Linked DNA regions of Rattus norvegicus: region 1 is linked to region 2. A link is a contact called in public Hi-C data. All regions are on one chromosome and are shown on one strand. The core of a region is the stretch at or near the end of the contact, and the rest is flanking DNA. Distances in the headings are between cores, read along the strand shown. Region 1 holds the start of Man1c1 (mannosidase, alpha, class 1C, member 1). Region 2 holds the start of Selenon (selenoprotein N).

What was found. A called contact is a pair of places that touch in the nucleus more often than the background predicts.
Region 1: a contact with region 2 is called in a Hi-C map of Schwann cells, with 4 times the contacts expected there. The contact joins the promoter of Man1c1 here to the promoter of Selenon in region 2. A contact is called at or near these places in 12 of 12 Hi-C or Micro-C datasets (the A7r5 cell line, the Rat2 cell line, Schwann cells and 7 more) and 1 of 1 datasets of contacts at active chromatin or transcription factors (oligodendrocytes).

The regions. Positions count from the first base shown.
Region 1 is chr5:152,195,687-152,200,256 of GRCr8, forward strand. Man1c1 (mannosidase, alpha, class 1C, member 1) reads right to left here and starts at 1,253. Exons shown (of 12, transcript NM_001108687.1): 1 at 729-1,253. The coding sequence starts at 1,253. It overlaps LOC134487002 (a long non-coding RNA gene), which reads left to right and starts at 2,093. Exons shown (of 3, transcript XR_010066668.1): 1 at 2,093-2,467; 2 at 4,337-4,555.
Region 2 is chr5:152,045,163-152,049,815 of GRCr8, forward strand. Selenon (selenoprotein N) reads right to left here and starts at 1,545. Exons shown (of 12, transcript NM_001427657.1): 1 at 1,306-1,545; 2 at 789-906. The coding sequence starts at 1,488.

The sequences.
Region 1 (4,570 bases), core at 3-2,502, 150 kb after region 2:
GGCAATTGTCTGCAAGCCAGTTCCAGGCCGTGTTTGTTTTTGATGTCTTAAAACAAAGTCTGTGACTCAAGTCTAAGTGATCCTTCTAAATCCCTCTTCGGCCCACTCCTTACGGGGAACCAGTCCAAGACCCGCCTCATTAAGCCAATAACCTCAGAGCTTCTGTAACATTACCACTGCTTTATTGATTACTCCTTCGTCTTTCACATGCAATTATGTACAATTGTGGCGAAGTTCGATAGAAGGAAGCAGTTAGCGGGGATGCTGGAGATCTCTGGTTTGCAAGATGCTGAGAGATTACAAAACAGGACAGCAAATACCTCACGGGTCTTGGCTTTTCCATAGCCTGATGGAGATTAGAAGAAGTCAAGACTTAAAAGACACTCAGTGAGGGAGAGGGTTTCTAGTGGCTCCGTGCTGTACAAACGAAAACTAAGGACCTAGAATCCGCTCTACTTGAAGCCCATCAGGGAAAGCCTGAAGCCCACCAGGCCTGGGAACTCAACGGGAAAAAAATTCACCTGGAGGTTGGGTAGGATTCATGACCTAGCCTAGTCACCCTAAAGTATGCACCATGGAAAGAGAGTAACTTTGGATTGAGGGGCGGTGCTGCGGCATGCCTGAAGGGTCTAAGTAGACCTGAAGCCAAGAGAGGCCAAGCAGGTAGGGAAAGGCTTGCAGCTAGAAGTCTTGGCCGGAGGTGTGTGTTGGAGGGGAGGGGTGCTTACCTCTTTGATTTTCTCTCTCTGAGCTCTCACTAGACTCTGGGACTCCTGACTCTCATCAGTCCTTGTCCCCAAGACCGGGTGTCGAAGGCGGCTGCGGAAACTATTGTAGTCGAAACTGAACCGGACGCTCTCTTCCTGCGGCCGGAGGGCTGAAACCCTGTTGCCCTCCTCCCGGGGCCCGGTGGGGCGGGTTCGCCGCAGCCACCCTTTCCTACGGAGGACACCCACCAGGCGGCCGGAATCGTCCTCACCCGGGGCCGGAGCCGCAGGGGCAGGGTTGGGAGGCGGCTCTTGCTCTGACACCGAGTGGTGGCCGGCGATTTCGGCCATCACCTCCAGGCCGGGCTGCTGCGTCCGCGAGGCCGAGAAGAGGCGCTTGAGGCGAGAGGAGTGGGGCAGCAGGAACAGGGCACCGAAGCACAGGGTAACGAGGCCCGAGAGGAAGAGCAGAAAAAGGAACTTCTGCGGCAACCGCAGCCCCCACGACGAGGCCGGGACGAAGCCCGGCACTTTCCTCACCAGCATCACGGCACGGCCAGCAGCAGGGGGCTGTCAGCTCCGCCCGGGGCTCCAGGAGTCTTTAGAGTCCTCGAGGGTGGAGAGCAACGATGAAGTGACTGGGGTCCCCGAGCAGAGCTGTGCACCTCGAGGCTGCCGCTTCGGGACCCGCCCGAAGTTCAGGGAGTTTGGAGCGAATCCTCCCGCGCGGGGGCGGGAACGCGCCGGCCTCGGCGGGGCCCGGGCGAGGGGGGCTGCTCGGCTGGAGCCCGGGCCCGCCGTGCACCGCAGCCTGCCCTCCGCCTGGTCCAGGGAGCCCGCGCCTTCCCGCGCCGGAACGGTCACATGCCGTCCGCGACGTCCTCGAGGAGGGTGCGCAGGACGCAGGCCCCGACCCGCCGGCACCCGAAGTTTCAGCCTCTGGAGCAGTTTGCAAAGGGAGCCCCCGGGGCTGCAGGGCGAGCGCCGCTCCTAGAGCGCGCGCCCGGCCGGTGGCGACGGCGCGGGGCCCAGCGATCGGGACACGTCCACAACTTTGCTCCGCCGCGCGCGGCTGCCGCTCCCGAGGCTGCGCGGGACCCAGGGGCTCTAGATGCTCGCGCGGGGAGAGGGATACCCAGGAAGCGCGTGCTAAGCCTGAAGCTGGCCTCTAGCAGCCCGGGGTTGGGAGGCTGCCGCTGAGCCCGGAAGCGCAGGCTCGGGCGCCGCAACTCGGGAGGGCGCGGGTCTCCCGCTGCGATCACCTGTTCCCGGCCCCGCGGCTCCGCTAGCCGCGCAGGCTCGCCCGCCGCAGCTCCAGACGGGCCGCCGCCGCTCAGGCTCTCACTGCGACAGCGCTGCTGCCCCGCCCCCCGCCAGCCACGCCCTCAAGCCACGCCCACAGCGCGCCTAGCGCCCCTCCTCTCCGCCCGCCGCGGCGCCGCAGTCTGGCCAATGGGGAACCTAACCGGGAGACATGGGCGGGTCCTAGTCCGGGCCACGCCCCCCGCTCCCGGTACTGGTGCTGCGCTCCCCCTTCCTGCTTGCTCCAATGGTCCAGCTGCGCGCTGTGGAGAGGGCGGGGTGCAGAGCGGAGCGAGGTCATTGGCTGCTTCCGAGGGATCCCCGATGGGCCACAGTCACCCATTGGTTTCTGCCCAACGTTCGCTGGACTCCGAGAGACCAAGACGCCCCCTCCACCGCCCACCTCCGCCTTGAGCCGCTCTGTGTTTCGGTCTCCCCAAGAAGGGCCAAGAGACCAGGTTGGTCTGGAATGCGCTATCCATCGTTGGGCGACCCTGTCACTTTTCAGCACTGGCCGGGGATTGCCAGGTTGCTGGTAGCCAGGGATGCTCAGAGCTCAGACGAGCCGCGGTGGTACAGCTGCTTCGCGCTGCGGGGGATGGGGATGGCTGGACCAAACCCGAGAGCTGTGGCCGCGATTAGGTCTGGCTGAATCAGTATTTCCAGGGTTCCTCTCATACGTCCACCAAAAACGTGGCTAAGGCCCTTGGGTGGGGTTTGCGAGAGATGCTAACATGAGAAGCAAGAAGAGAGGGACAGAGAGACTCAGGAACCTGGACATATGCACGGGTCATACATAGGATATGCATGTAACTACACATTTGCATTTTCATGCATACAGAGGCTGTCCTGTGAGTGTGTGCCTACATGCAAATATACACTTAGTTTCAGCACGGACACCCTAGCGATTATGTCAAAGTGTATCTAGACGGGTCTATCTAAGCAAACATTGACATGTGCACAGGCATACCCAGAGACACCTCCACAAGCCCACACATACACAGACATGTGTTGTCAGACACGTGTGCCCCTGCCCCAAGGCACAGGCATCCGTGGACTTTAGCCCTTCCTTTGCTGTGAAACCTCACCCGGGGCCAAATAACACTGCTGTGTGGGTCTCTCACGCAAAACACTTTATAGACACTACAGCAGAGGGAGAGACAAATTAAGAGGTGTAATAGGCAAGGGGGGAAAATATCTGCTTTCAGCTGCAATTTAAAATGAAACTCGGGCGTTGACAAGACAGAAAATACTGCAGGGACGCCTTTCCCGAGGAGGAGGCAGCCCAGGCAGGCTCTCACTTCATAAATCTTGCTTCTTCCCTGAGGCCTACTGCAAAAGGGCCACTGAGGCTTCCTTCTGAATCTGGCCAAACCATTGCCAACACGCCCACTCCTGACATTTAAATACCCCTGGCATATAAATTTCTCTCTACTGAAAAGAAAAGATAAAAGACTACTGTTGGTAACAGGGGCAAATATTTTGGTCACCGGAGATGAATAATTTCTCCCAGTACACCTAGCTTCTATGTAAATGTCTCCTTCGAATGTTTCAGTCTCTTATGAGTTTGGCTGGCAGAAGTCAGTTCCCTGGAGTTAGCTAGTGCAGGAGATAAGCATGTGCTTCTTAGACGCAGTTTCCCAGAGGCCTAGCCTGGTCTCCTATGAATCTCCCTTGCCCAAGCTTCTCAGTGCAGTGGATCGTACAGGAGACTGAGGGCATGTATTTGGAGAATAAGCCAAGGACCTAGCCTTTAATATCAGTTTCTCTGGACTGAGAGGGAGGGAGAGAGGGAGGGAAGGAGGGGGGGAGGGGGGTCACTGGAGGAGGTGGAAAGCAAGAAGTCTGAACAGAGTACTCATTCTGATGGGACATCCCAAACAAGCCCTGGTGGGTGTCATGAGCCAGGGGCTAAGTAGCACCCTAAAGGCACAGGAGTACAGGACCAGAACCTACAAGGGACTAGTCCGTTGTCCATTTGACACTGACATGATGTCAATGGCGCGTGCGTGCGCGCACACACACACACACACACACACACACACACACACACACACACACACGGGCTGGTGTCTATAACCTTTTCCCGCTTGCTAGCTAGCTCTCCGAGACCCTGAGGTGTCCTCACCCACACCTCTAGCCCCTGTGGACCCACACGTAATGTTCCTCTTCTCCCACTGTCTGTCTGCATCTCTAACAGAGTTCTGTACTCTACCATCCACAGAGAGCCTCATGGCAAGAACTAGAGCCTACAGGCCTTCCCTCAGGTTGTTGGGAGGTTTTTGTTTGTTTGTTTTTTTATTTTTGTTTGGTTTTTGGCAAGACAGTGTTCCCTGTGTAGACCCGGCCTGGCCTGGTACTCTGAGATCTGCCTTCCGAATGCTGGAATCAAAGGCTTCGCCACCACAACCGCCACCCGCCACCACCCAGCTACTTCCCTGAGTCTTAAACACTGCGTGTGCTGAGTAAGCGAATGATGAGTACGTACCCATTTACAGAAGGGGAAAGTGAGGCTCAAGAAAGGACACAAAGTGAACTCTTTCCAGGTACTTCTTCATTTA
Region 2 (4,653 bases), core at 295-2,794:
GAGCACAGAACTCACAAGTGCACTGACACGCAGCCTGGACGGGAGGGACAAGCACTTTATAATACATTCGTTAGAGACTCGGATTATCTTCCCCTTTGTTAAGGAAATCGGCAATCAGACCTGAGCAGCTAGGAATTCTACAACCTAACCTTTGAGCCGCGCGGCTCCTGTTCCTGACTGACCGCATGCCAGCCATTGCACTGCAGCCTCTGAATCCTTAACCCTGAGAGCCAGGCAGGGCCCTGCATTCAGGTGGTCAAGTCTAACCCGGCTCTCTCTGTCTTCTAGCCTGTGTCTTCATCGCTTGAAATGCAGCTGGGGGGTTGGGGATTTGGCTCAGTGGTAGAGCGCTTACCTAGGAAGCGCAAGGTCCTGGGTTCGGTCCCCAGCCCCGGGAAAAAAAAAAAAAAAAAAAAAAGAAAGCGCTTACCTAGGAAGCGCAAGGCCCTGGGTTCGGTCCCCAGCTCCGAAAAAAAGAACCAAAAAAAAAAAAAAAACAAAAAAAAACAAAAAAAAAAAAACAAAAAAACGAAATGCAGCTGGTGGGACAGTGTCCACCGCCCCAGGCCTGTGACAGGTGTAAAGGCTGACCTTCTCCAACTGCTTCATGGTGATGATGTGGCCCGGGAGGTGGCGGGAAGAATGCTACTGTCGCCATTCACAAACATGATTGAAATGGGCTCGGGTGCCAAGACAACTCATGTACCCACCAGCCAGAAAGTGGTGAGGGGGTGGGGTAGGGGCCGATTCCTTTTAGGCTTCCCCTGAGTGTCCAGCCCCTCTGGTACCTGTCAGTTTCTCCGCGATGGGTTTGAATTCCTCCGGACTGATGTACGAATCCTGGTCAGTGTCCAGCGAGGAAAAGAGAAAGAGGCCATCTGTCCCCAGGACCTTCAGTGCCGATTCCTGTTGGGGAGGAAGGGGCTGAGCTGAGCATCACCTCGGGGCCCTAAACTCTCCATCCCAGCCCCTGAGCAGGCAGCTGCTTCCTGCAGCAGCTCCTGCTGTCCTCTCCCAGAGTTCCCTCCACACTTGCCAGCCCGTTTGCTCAAATGTCACCTCCCAGCGGTCCCAGAGTTCCTAGTCCCCTTTCCAGTCGCGGCTGGTCCAAGCTTCACTCCACGCCTTCATCCATTGTCTACTCCGAGTTCCCTCCCTCCCCTCCCAAAAGCTGGATCTTACTTTTTACCCTGTCCTGGCCACTGTCCCCTCCGACCTCCCCGGTTCCCCCCTTCCCGGGTGCGAGGTAGAGCTTTGCTCTGCGCCTCTTTCTGCAGCCACTGTCCCCTTCCTGTCCCCTCCGACCTGCCGCGCGGCCGCCTGGGCGTCGGCGAGGAGCGCGCAGGCCCGGGCAGCGGCGACGGCGGCGATAGCGGCCAGCAGGGCTCCGAGCAGCGCCAAGGCTCGGGCTCGGCGGCGGGGAGGCGCGGGCTGCGCGCCGGGGTCCGGGCTGTGCGGGCGGCGCTCGTCCGGGAGGGCCCGGGCCATGGCGGCGGCTCCCGGGCTCCCGGCGGCTGCGGGAACGGGGATCGCGCGGCGCGGGGCGGAGCCCGGAGGGAGGGCGTCAGCAAGGCGGACTGCCGGCCCATCGCTGCCAGGGGGAAGAGAGAGGCCCCGAGGGCATGGCGCCTGCTCAGCGGGTCCACAGGCCCTCTACCTCACCTCTTCCAAAATAAAAATAATAAAATAATTAATTAATTAATTAATTAATTAATTAATTATAGACATTCTTTTACTCTGTAGCTCAGGCTAGCCTGGAACTCGCTGTGTTGTCGAAGCTGTCCCCGAACTTGCGATGATCCTCCTGTCTTTTGTCCTCTGAGCCTTCAAGTATGAGCACCCTCACCCCTGCACACACACTCTTTACCTTCCTTTCTCCCTTCCATCTAAAGTTCAGTTAGTTTTTGCAAAATGTGCGCTGCTGTTATGATCTAAAATATGGTTAGGGCTCAAAAGTCCTCTGGGGACTGGGGAGAGGACACAGTGGGTCATTGCAGAAGCTGATTCCCAGCTCCCATGTTAAAAAGCCAGATGTGTCCTCACACATCTATTTGTTGCATACGAAGGCTGAGACAGAAGATCCCTAGGACTTGTTAGCGGGTTAGCCTAGCCTAACAGGTGAACTCTAGGGTCTGCGAGAGACCTTGTCTCAACAAATAAGTTGGAGAGTGACAGAGGAAGAGACCTGACATGGACACAACACACACACACACACACACACACACACACATTCACAGACTCACATATATACACATACATATGTACACAGAGACCCAACACACACACATCCACACACATACATACACATCCACACACATATATACACACATAGACACATACATATGCACACATAGACTCAACACATACATACAAACATATACATACACACATATATAAATATACATACACACATGCACACATACACATATATACACACATACATAGACTCATACACAAATATACACACATAGGCTCAACACACATACATACATAAATACACATGCATACACACATACATACATATACACACATGCATACACACATACATACATATACACACATAGACTCACATACATACACATACATACACACTCACATGCATACACATACACACATACAAATATACACACATAGGCTCAACACACATACATACAAACATATATATACATACATATATAAATATACATACACACATGCACACATACACATATATACACATATACATAGACTCATACACAAATTTGCACACATAGACTCAACACACATACACACATAAATACACACGCATACACACATACATACATATACACACATAGACTCACACACATACACATACATACACACTCACATGCATACACACATACAAATATACACACATATGCACAGACACACACACATACATGCACACACATACATACACACAGAACTAGGTCCCCACAAATCCACTTTATAATACAGAACAGAACATGGCTGAGCAGGTTTTGTCTACACATACAAGTAAAGCTGATACTCGGTGGTTTCCATGAGGGCTGGACCAGACCTGTTCTCTGCAGAAGCCGTGAAACTTGCTCCTCCCCATCATGGTCCAGCCGAAGGGCCCTTCTTCAGATTGCTCTCCATCCCACACAGGCGGTGAGCACTGAGACCCTCCCAGCCCAGGGCCAAGGGTTCCCCTTGAGTGTGGAGAGTCCCAGAGGCCCTTCTGGGGTTCATGGAGATGGAGTCAGAGCTGCTGGGACTGCAACCCCAGCAGGTGGTGTAGCCAGTAGCCAGCTAGACCGGCCTGCTGCCGGAATCATTTATTTCTGGAGAACAGTGCGCTTGGGGAAGGGATTGGGAAAGGACCGGATGTAACTGCAGGAAATGTTTTCCTCTGGGTCCATCCCCAGGGGCCCGACTTCCTGCCAGGCTTCCTTTAATTATATCAGGCTCTGAGGCCCCAAGGTGACTGCTCTTTCCCAGAGGCCAGCGGCTGTGAAGTTCTAGACTTCAGTCTACAGGAAAGACATGTAACCTTTGGAGACCACCATCAACTCCCATGCACTAGCGACCCCAGTGTGCACGCACTAGTGGATTCCAGACCGTTGTGTGCTAGATGGGGATTGACTGGCTTATAATGCCGTCTTATTTAGTTCCCAGGTCACCTAGCCAAGTTAAGTTGGTTTTGTTTTGTTTTTGCTTTTGTTTTTCTGAAACAGGGTCTCTCCGTGTAGCCCTGGCTGCCCTGGAACTCACTCTGTAGACCAGGGTGGCCTCGAACTCATAGAGATCTGCTTGCCTCTGCTTCCCACGTGCTGCGACTAAAGACATGTGCCACCATGCCCCAGCCAAGTCTGCTGTTGGGGGCTTAAGAGATGGCTCAGCGGGGTTGGGGATTTAGCTCAGTGGTAGAGTGCTTGCTAGGAAGCACAAGGCCCTGGGTTCGGTTCCCAGCTCCGAAAAAATAAGAACCAAAAAAAAAAAAAAAAAAAAAAAAAAAAAGAGATGGCTCAGCAGTGGCTGCACAACTATGAGGACCCAAGTTCAGATCCCCAGCATGCACGTGAAAAAAAGAAATCAGTGTAGGATTATCTGTAATCTCATTGCTGGGTGGCCACAGGCACAGGGACTTTCGGGGTGGAGGTGGGGGCGTCCCGGAGCTCACAAGCCAACAAGTCTAGACTATTGGTGACTTCCTGGGTTCAGTGAGGTTTTGAGACACAAGATAGTGAGTGTGGCTTGGTTTTGCTGCTGTTCTGCCACACCTTGGTCACCTGTTGCCACTGCACCATGAAGACAGCGCCTTGTCTTTCCCACTCAAGGCCTTCCAGAGGTGGGCCTCACTGTGTCCATTAGAGAGTGTGGTGGTTCGAATACGCTTGGCCCAGGGAGTGGCATTATTAGGAGGTGTGGCCTTGCTGGAGTGGGTGTGTCACTGTGGGGGTGGGCAATGAGACCCTTCTCCTAACTACGAAACATCCCGTCTTCTCCTAGTTGCCTTAGGAACAAGCGGTAGAACTCTAAGCTCCTCCAGCCCTATGTCTGCCTGAATGCTGCCATGCTCCCGCCTTGATGATAATGGACTGAGCCTCTGACCCTGTGAGCCAGCCCCAATTAAATGTTGTCCTTTATAAGAGTGGCCTTGGTCACGGTGCCTGTTCACAGCAGTAAAAC